Linked DNA regions of Mus musculus: region 1 is linked to region 2. The links are chromatin contacts, called in public promoter capture Hi-C maps. All regions are on one chromosome and are shown on one strand. The core of a region is the stretch at or near the end of the contact, and the rest is flanking DNA. Distances in the headings are between cores, read along the strand shown. Region 1 holds the start of Srek1ip1 (splicing regulatory glutamine/lysine-rich protein 1interacting protein 1). Region 2 holds the start of Ptcd2 (pentatricopeptide repeat domain 2).

Region 1 (5,124 bases), core at 1,873-4,372, 5.5 Mb before region 2:
GAGCAAAGAAATGTTCCAAAGAAAGTAAACTTCACTGAATCCTATGTTCAATGCCATTTGTCAAATGACTAAGTGTCTAAGATTTTTTTTTCCCGAAGATCTTCAGTATCTCATTGTTACCTACATAATAGTTTAAGCTGGCATTCAATGTGGTGGAAACACGTGACCACTGAAGCAGACAAGGCTGGTGGCTTCTGAAAAGCAGCCTCATTACTCTATAGTTATACCTTATAATAACCAGGAGCACAATCACCCCAAGCTGAATCCATCACACCTAAAATAAAAGAGCATGACACAATACTTGTCCTTCTTGATGATCACCTCAATGGAGCCCCATTTTCCTTCCGTGCAGCATCTGGATCGATCATCCAAGAAATTATCTTAACATCTTCTGTATCTGCACTTTCTAAAGCAGTTGCATTGTGCGTTTGTGCCACCTGTCAAGCCTATTATCTTGATTTTTTTGGGGGGGGTGGGTTTAAGCAGTTTATGTAAGTCATTCCATCTGGCTTAATGACACAATTTATTATTATGCTTTGAAACATTATTTTGAATTGAAAGGTTAACATTTTTTTTAACACTGGTCTCAAGTTTAAGAGCATCTCAAACAAAGCTAGAAGAAAAATCACTTTTTGTCCCTTTTCTTCAGGAGCAAATTATCATTCCTAAAGTTTTACGGTGTGTCTCCTGGTGTGTTCATACTCTACCAGTGCTCCAGCGCCTGCCCAAATGATGGGCAGTGACAGCAGGCCAACTCTGGGTGCAACTGTGTGATGCAGAGGTCACCAGAGCCTCACGAAATGCTTAGGCAAGTACTGTGCAGGCTCGTGGTTCTCAGCTCTTTCCTTTACATGCTATTATTCCTAGACTCCAGTCAGGTCTTCCCTTCACACATTACCCACTGTGTCTGCACAGTCCCTCACACTTTATCCTTTTAGTCCTATAATAAGTGTTGGTTTTGACTCTGACTTCTTGTCCAGTATTCTGTTTATTCCCATGCTATCTATGGGCCATTTCCATCCCGGGCCAGATAGACCTCAACACAAGTTCCAGACTGACCTTACCACCATCTCTCAACTCTGATCTTGAGGGATGTCTTCCCAGTTATGAGGCCTCCTCAAATGAGCTAATGTCAAAAACCAGGTTAATCTCATTTCCTACCCACACCAAAGCAATTAATTCTTAGTGATTCTACCACCACCACCACCCCCCCCTCCAAATTAGCTGCTTCTCTCTTAATGAGTCTACATCCTCAATGGTAACATAACTGACCAGAATCACCCTTAAGTACCAACAACGCCTCTACATTAACTAACTCTCCTCTAGGTCACAGTATCCTAAAATGTAATTTTTCTTAAAGCTGTTAAGTGTTTTCCTACTGTCTATTAACATCCTAACACTTTGTTTTTGCTTGTAAGGTCCTTCAGTCGCAGGGAATCTATTGTGCCATGGATATGTTGGAGAATGCATTTGCATTCATGGTGGCCAAGAGCTTGGATAATCTCCATTAGCTTTTGTAATAGGCAAGTTACTTGATTTCTCCGTCTGTGAAGTGAGACTAACAACAGCTATCTCATAGCAGTGGTTATTAAAGGGAGGAAAAAAATATACAATGTTTGACATAGTATCAGATACATGGGTTACATAGTAAAAGTTAGATACTTTGAATTATCGCTTTAGTTAATTTCTCTTTTCTCTCAGGTTAGCTGATCGTTAGCCACGGCAGGGCTCTTTCATTCCCTCTTTTAGTTCCTCTTCCTTTCTGTATCTGCTCCCTCTCCCTGCAGGTCCCCTGCACTCTCACCTTTCTTTAGCTTTCATCTGGAACATCCTTTTGTACACTCTGGATCCTGTTAGGTGTCCTGTTTTTGCTCGCCCCAGCGTTAGTTCTACTTTCTGTAAATCCCCCCCCCCCCGAATTCTAGGAGAGCAAGGGTTTCTACCATGCTGACTGCCACACACTCAATAAATGTAGTCACCTCTCTTTTCACAGCTCCTGGAGTGCTCCTCTGCAGAAGTTAGGAAGCAGCCCCACCCCGCAACAGTAATCTCTAGAATAAAGTTCAGAAAAGGCTGCCACGGAACAAAGACAGGGGTCAAACAGTAGCGGGAAGGGGCAGTGTTAAGCAAAGTTGGGGCTTCACAAATAGTTTGAGGGTCTTTCCTACAGTACTATGCACTGTGAATCTCCGAGATGCGAGGCGGGTATATCTCTTAAAAACACCTGCTTGATAATAGGGTTTTACAGAAACACATTCTGACAAAGTCGGCTTGGGGAAGTTCTTAGCGGCTCCCCAGTAAACTGGAGCAACAAAAACATCCCCGGAGCTCAGTTTGCCGTTTCTAGGTTAGAAACCTCTGAACACAAAAGTGGAACCTACAAAGAATCTTAGATCTAATTCGAGAAAGCACTGTCTTGAAACTGATAGGGAAACTGAGGCCCGGAAGGGCACAGCAGCGGGCCTGCAGCCACATAGAAATTACAGGCTGGAAGTGCTAGAACAAGCCTCAGGTGCTCTTCTTGGCGACTTTCAGTATAATGTGTATAGCCACCTGGATTCGGCAAAATGCTCACATTTCGAATTTTATTTTGAAATCGTGTGAAAGTTACAGTCTTCTGGGCAAGTTGTCCCCTTAGGCCTACAGTTCTCATTGTCACCAAGTCCCTTGTCCCTCTTACAATACACTTTCCCTCTAATCCTGTGCAGTTTGGGCTTGTCCAAGAATGACAGAGATGATCTTTCCCTATCTTTCTCACCCCGCTTTGAACTTGTAGTATAAGCTTTTTCATGTAAGCCGACCAAATCTAAATTTTTAGGCCTTCGCCTGATTCCCCAAGTGCTCGCTGCCACCCACCCCCGTGCTCTGGGCTTCCCTGCTCGTCTCATTCCTCTGGAGTGAGAGAGCCCTGCGGTTGACCTTCACCTGGGACTGCCATGATGCAAGGTGAGTGGGATCGTCGGAGTCCTGGGCTTTCGAGATCACGTTAGGTTCAGGTCCGTTGCGAGGACAGCGCATTCCCAAAGGGATCTCTCCCACCCGGCCACTACAACTTCACCGGGCAGGGGAAGGCCCGATGCACATCTAGGGTTGGCGGAACTAAGTGGCTGTGGATGCAGTTTCCAGGGGTGTCCTACCGCGGAGCACACGCGGTCGGAACCATTTCGGCCCGCTTCGGGAGGTGAGTGCTATCTGCAATCGCCTGACCTGGACGCAGCCCCGGGATTTACGGATTGGCCCTTTAGCTCGTATTATAAACCTCGCTACAAATTCTCTAAAGTTGTAGAGGTCCTATAGTCTTTTCTAGTTTCCTGAAGGACAGGGAAGTCCCCCCTCCCGGGGTTAGCGGTGCTCCGGTCCGGGAGCAACATGGCGGCGTCCATGATGGGCTAGTTTGGGGAGTAACTAGTGATTAGTACGGCTGTCTTGTCCGACTCTGACCGAGTGAAGTTTTCCCCCAAATACTCAGGTTAAAGAATTGTGTGCTAACAGGTGGGCCTCGCCGGAGACCCGCCATTCGCTTGCGGCCACACTAAGGAGCGGAGTCCTGAGCACTGAGCAAGATGAGTAACATCTACATCCAGGAGCCGCCCACTAATGGGAAGGTGAGAGCCTTACCTCCTGGACACGGTGACTGGGGGCGGGCAGGGAGGGGCAGCTATCGGGGATTTTAGAGGTGGAAAGACCAAAGGACTCTTCTCCACACCCTGCATATGGCCAGTGTTGCATTTATATTCTTTACGGTGACGTGTCTCAGCATATTTTTGAAAGAGTTCTTGGGCAACCTCCCTATTCGCTAGTCTTCTGACCCCTTAACTTCCTTGATCCAACTCACGTGAGCGCCTTCTAGTGTCTATTGTTTTTAAGACTTATCTCAAGATTGTACACTTTTGCTTGTTGTTTAACTTGGAGATCGTGCATTCTCTACAGTCATTATTGAAGGCCTCTTTGGCACCACGCACTCTACTAGGTGCTGATGATACAAAGGTTGGTATTCTACCTTTATATGTGTGTCTGTATTATAGACACACACACACACACACACACACACACACACACACACACGTATATATATACTAATTCCCTATCTCAGGATTACAGACGTGCATGAACACACCTGCCTTTGCTTGGGAGGTATTGAAGAAGAGATTATATTGCCATGACAGTGATGGAGGGAAAACAGGAAATGATGGGGAAAACATCTTGGAGGAGATATCTTTTGAGATAATTGTCAGTTAGAAGCAGGGGAGGAGTGAGGAATGTTATTTCATAGGAATGGGAGTAGATTCCCTGATAGATTTCATGCTGAGCTATATATTTCTAGAGGACAATATTAATTTTAATGAATAAATGCGTGTAGAGATGAAATAGACTGACCATTCCACAATGCAGAACCTTCACGCTTCATTTCTCTAGTTTGCTATTTTACCTGTTCAAATGTAACAAAGAAGCCTATCAAATAGCAGATCTCAGTGATGCCCTGGGTCTCAGCAATTACCCAGTATTTAACAGTATCTTACCTTGGTTTCTTTCCTATATAGAATGCAAACACTATAGAGTTGAAGATGAGCATCTAGAGCAGTGGTTCTCAACCTGTGGCTCATGACCCCTTGGGTTGAATAACCCATTTACAGGGGTCGAATATCAGATACCCCGCATATTAGATATTTATATTAGGATTCATAACAGCAAGATTACAGTTATAAAATAGCTGGAAATAGTTTTACGGTTGAGGGTAAATACAACATGAGGAACTGTATTACAGGGTCACAGGATTAGGAAGGTTGAGAACCACTGGCCTAGAACATTGCTTTACGTAGAGTTCGTACACTACGAAAGAATAGCTAGGCACATGACTTAATGCTGTTTCTTTAGCTTCTGAGAGGTATTAAGCATAGGTGAGGGTGGAGTTAAACTGTTATTCCTCATGGGCACATTTAGTTGTTTGACTCTAATGACTTCTTTTTTAAGAACTAAAACAGGGTTTCATATGAGTCCTTAGCTGTGCTGGAAACAGTTGTTTACTGTAGGAAATGATTTGATATATCCACAGAGTAAAAGCACTTCTGAACAGGAGCTCATTCATACAACAAGTATTTTTAAAACTTTGTGTGTGTGTGTGTG
Region 2 (5,025 bases), core at 1,256-3,755:
CTGAGTTTTATGTCAGTGAAGAGTGACTGCGGATGACACCTAACTTTGATTTCTAGCCTCTACATACATGCATTCATAAAAGCACGATGCAAGCATGCATTCACACACGCACACACACACACACACACACATCTTTCTATGATGCTTTGTGCGTGTCATAAAGTCATAAAGAGCAAAGGTTTCTCCATCACTGCATACAAGCTGAGGTTCTAATAACGTCACAACCAAAGAATTTCTACAGCCAGGGGCAAAAGATGAAAGGAGATGGACACAAAGTGGAAGATCTAGATCAGACTCTCAAACTTTTTATGCATATGAGTCTCATTAAAATGCAGATAGTTTCTCTGTAGGCCCAGATTGCAGAGAGATTCTACTTATCCGACAAGTAACCCAGTAACAACATTCAAAGTGCTCAAAACACATCTGAATGAGTAAGAGTCTTCAGACTCACAGGCTTAGGTCTGGGCCTTGCCAGTCCCCCTCTGCACGTGCCATTCAAAATGTCTCCAAGCATTTTGTTTGTTTGTTTTGTTTTTAAAATAAGAAAATAATGTGATTGTGAAAATAGACAAGCTTTAGCAGCACAATTTAACTTTTAGCCCTTGTGGTGCCAATAATAAATGCTATGAAGATTGGGCAGATCATACACCTCTGTATCTTTTTCATCATACACAAAATGAGGGATACCACCTATCAGCAGGGTGGTTAAGGCTCACTAATGCCTGTCTACGAATTATGGTACCCAGTAAGTTTCCTTCCCCTGTCCTTTTCACATACCTGTTGTTGCTCTATCTCAGTTCATTTTTCTTCTATCTTTTTGATCATTTGGGCTGTATTCTTTCATCCTATTTTAAGTAGACTATGTAGAAGTCTTAAAGTGTTGCATATACTGACTCATCTGTCATGAATTTGTACAAGCTGAGTACTTGAATTAGGGTATTTATACACTGATGTACTTATATTGCCTTCCTATAGCCTCCATCTGTGGTCTAATGCAGTGTCCAAAAAACTTCTGTAGAAATAAAAATGTTACATTTTAAATTGTCCAAGACAAAAGACATCAGCTACATGGATGTACTGACCACATAAAACACTAACTGCCGTGAAGAAACTTAGTTTTTAATCTTATTTATCTTCAACTTAAATTTAAATAGCTACAAGTACTAGCAACTACCAAGTTGGGATAGCTTCAGAGTATAAACTGCCAAAGTAAAGGTTCTCTCAAGTTGCTCTGTGTAGTTTCCATTCCTTTGTTACAATAGTTGCCCCAGCCATTATAAGCAACCAACTTACTCTCCTGTATCTACTAGTGTGGGTCTTATGAAACTTCAAAGAATTTACTACCAATCACAATTAAATATGCCAAATAGCTCTACAAAGCACTCTTAGTGCCAAATATTGTTCGTATCAATTTGTCAAATGTGTGATATGAAGTGTTCTTGCCAGGTAGTTCAAACACTTTATCTTTAGAAAACTCTTGAGGACAACTGTGGAGTTTTTAAATGGCTGTACACTTACAGGAGTGAGAGCAAGTGAGCATTGCTTCTCTTTTTGTGACTGGTGTTAAGGGAGTCTGATTGAAAACAAGCAGCATTGCAAACATCCAAGTGTGGTTAGTTCATTTTACTTCTGTTATCTGGCACATCTTCAAGGATTACGAGATTGTAAGCACTACAAACTCGGGTTTTGCAAAAACTTCAAAACGTATTTTCACCATTAGGTACCCTAAAAAGGCTTTGAGTGATTATGTGATTCAACTCAAGCCATCAAATCGCTCTGCTTGTTTACCTACTGGTGGAAAAAAAAAAAAAAAAAGAAATGTCAGGCAGAAGTTGTGGCCAAGGTCACCAGGTAAAGTGAGGCTAGTGTTGAAAAATTCTTTCAGGAGATGAAGACCAAGGGTTCGGGTCATCAAGTACAAGGCAGTGAGGGAAAACTTTTGCCTGATGACCCTCCAAAGAAATCTCAGGGGAAGAAAACTGTTCTAGCCCACGGAGTGAACATATTTGGGTTTTTCATGATCACCAAGAAGTCTACTAATTTAATACATTAAACTTGCAAGACATACGCAGAACCTCATGCTACAGCCTTCCCCTACTTTTCAAAAGTTTGGAATGGCGGGTACTAGCCTTAAAGAAGAGGGATTATTTTTCCTTTCTGGGTTACCAATACCCTAAACGGCTTCTCTAGCAACCGGATCCCAGACGCACTTATGCGCTTCCTGGAAGCCCATCACCCCCTTCCTTCAATAAACAGCGTGCTGGGAGGCCTAAATGGAGCTGCAGCTCCAAGGCAGCAGCCACCAACCTGCGAGGCAAAGGCGAGACGCGTCTAGTCGCCGAGCCAGGAGCATCCCACACCGCACCATGGGAGCCGCCATCTTGGAGCGCACCAAGTGGAAGGCGGGCGTGGGGGGACAGGCACAGAGCCCGCCTCCGCCGGAAGTGGTCCTACCACCTCAGAGGTCCCCCCTGCCCGGGTCCCGCAGATGGTGCAGCCCGGCCCGGAACAACATGGCTACAGTGTTTCGGCCCCTGGAACGCCTGCGGGTGCCGCGTCCTTCGCTGCATCCCGGGGTGACGGGCTCAGGCTCCGCCTGCTGCCGCTGCACTCTCGGAGGTACGAGCGGCCGCACGCCTGGAAGGAGGGAGGGTGGAAGAGAAGGGAGCGTGAGCCCACCGCGGCCTCTCTTTTTGGAGGAGGCTCGTGCGCCCTTTCCCTTTTGCTGCACGCGTGAGCAGCCCGGTTTGCTTCCGGACTGTGAACCCCTCTGCTCTGTGCCTGGAAAGCAAAGGGCAGCTAGGGACTGCACTTGCAAAGGTCCAAGTTGCTCTTCGAGAACATACCTCAGTCGTCGGGTGTCCTTTTCTGCAAGGTTTTGGTGCGGAGTTTAAGAGATGGGAACCCAAGCTGTGCTGCTTACATTCTCAAAGACTCGAGGCAGGCGTCCTCATCCCCCAAATTATTCCTTACCGCCTTTCTGAAGGCGTGACTGCTATTGATAATAAAATTATTATAATGTGGGCGCGCACACACACACATAGCATCCAGTGACAGAGGTACCCTTCTTCATTTACAGAATAGGAAGTAGACAAGGTTGTCACTCGCCCAAGGTCACAGGGAGCTGGCAGATGCTGTATTTGAACTAAAGACCCAGATCTGACAGCGTCACAGGACTGCCTTTTCATAAACAACTATTTTTGTTACTACCTTACTGTGTCAGATCTCAGTGCACGGTTCATCTGTTTTTATCTCATGCACAGCCAACGATGCAGAAGGGTACATTCCAGACTTGCTGATCTGTGGTCAGTGATTTCTGATCTAGGGTTACTGAGTCCAGATCTGAAAGGCTATCTTCAGTGCCGAAGTTTCAAAACTGGAAGTCATGATATAGCTTTTCCCAATATTTCATGTTTCTCCCAAAATAAACCAAGCAAAAGTGTGTGTGTGTGTGTGTGTGTGTGTGTGTGTAGGTGTCTGCAGTGTGTGTGTGTGTGTGTGTAGGTGTCTGCATTGCTAGCCCCCAACTAGATAGCAAATGCCCATTTGTTCTTCATAGCTCATCTTGTCAACCAGTCTTCACACTCCATCAATCCCTACCTCTTTCAAATGTAAGACTTGCATTCAATACTTGACTGGAGATGTTTGCTTCTCACCAGGGATATATAGTATTTGTACCTCTCTGGATGGATCCTTTAGAGGCAACCATGCTCTTATTTGCTGCGGGGGAGGGGGAGAGCAATCAAAATGACTTTATTTTCTTTTTCTACTTTTTAGCTAAAAGATACCTACTCACAGATAACATTGTGAAGTTAAAGGAATTTCAACATAAGAAGATAGCTATTGCATATAACCTACCTGGCACCAAAGGTAATATCTGTTTTATTAATTCTTTAATCGTCTGTCATTCATATTTCTCCTTTGTCTCTATTCACTCTTTCAAGACCTATCTCATAGAGAGAAAAAAGACAGAGTGACCATTAGTTTCCTCATCAACCCTTTCTCTCAGACTCTGGTACTTCAAGTCCATGGCTCTTCCTTTAGCCCTGCCCCTAGGAACCCCACGAAAATAGTGATATTAGCCCTGTGGCCAGTCATCTAGATCTCTGCTGCTCAGAATATGATTTGAGGACCATCATCAGCATCAATTGGGAGATCGATAGAGATAGACTTGGAAAGGCAGCAGATTGGAATAGACTACATAGTTCAAGAGTCCAGGCTTTCAAATGTTGATTAAGTATACCGTAGACCTGTGATATACTTGTAGGTCAGTAAGACCATGGTGTGGTAGTACATTTGGATTTTTCACACTTTAGAATCTAGGATTTACTTTGAAAAGCTCACTGTATTTAGGCTACACAGAAGAATCAAAATTAGCAAACTTGGCACCTGTTAAGACTGATTGCCAGATGAGGGTCATTATACTGGTTTTTTTTTTTCCCTCCTACTTTTGAGAGATACTTAAGGAGTTAAAAGTGCTTGCTGCTATTCCAGAGAGCCTGAGTTCGGTTCCTAGCACTCACATTGGGTGACTTAGAACTGCCTATAATGGTCTAGCTTCAACTCCTCCGTTGCCCTCTTCTGGTCTTTGCAGGCATAAATGTGCACAAACCTTTGTGCAGACATGCATGCCTGCATAAAATCAAAATATTTAAAACATGTAAAAAGCACTAAAAACATGAGGACACCAGTTCTTTGGCTTTAGTCCCTGTCATATCTTAGCAATCTTGTGTTCATTCCCTCTGTCCTGCAGGTTGAAGACTTCAAACTCCTTGATAAGCATATCTAAGACTTCCTCTGGCTTTTGTTGATTCGTTTTTAAAAGACCTCATTGGTTACTATTGACCTAAGACAGTTTCACATATGAACATCACACCCTGCCCACTCTTACCATCATCTCCCTACCTCCACTTCTAAACCTTTCTCTCACGTTCCTGCCTATGCAGCTTGCCTTGTGACCCTCTGATACACACCCAACACTCCTTCCTCTTGCCACCGCCAGTTCCCAGCCAGATCCCACTGAGA

The links. Promoter capture Hi-C pulls out the DNA fragments that hold promoters and counts their contacts.
Region 1: a promoter capture Hi-C map of pre-B cells shows a contact between it and region 2, with 6 times the contacts expected there. The contact joins the promoter of Srek1ip1 here to the promoter of Ptcd2 in region 2. A contact is called at or near these places in 1 of 39 promoter capture datasets (pre-B cells) and 2 of 484 Hi-C or Micro-C datasets (CD4 T cells and uterus).

What each region holds. Positions count from the first base shown.
Region 1 is chr13:104,815,168-104,820,291 of GRCm38.p6, reverse strand. Srek1ip1 (splicing regulatory glutamine/lysine-rich protein 1interacting protein 1) reads right to left here and starts at 3,122. Exons shown (of 5, transcript NM_026075.3): 1 at 2,926-3,122. The coding sequence starts at 2,938. Cwc27 (CWC27 spliceosome-associated protein) reads left to right here and starts at 3,339. Exons shown (of 14, transcript NM_026072.1): 1 at 3,339-3,605. The coding sequence starts at 3,564.
Region 2 is chr13:99,342,158-99,347,182 of GRCm38.p6, reverse strand. Ptcd2 (pentatricopeptide repeat domain 2) reads left to right here and starts at 2,505. Exons shown (of 10, transcript NM_026873.2): 1 at 2,505-2,619; 2 at 3,778-3,870. The coding sequence starts at 2,514. It overlaps Mrps27 (mitochondrial ribosomal protein S27), which reads right to left and starts at 2,397. Exons shown (of 11, transcript NM_173757.3): 1 at 2,308-2,397. The coding sequence starts at 2,380.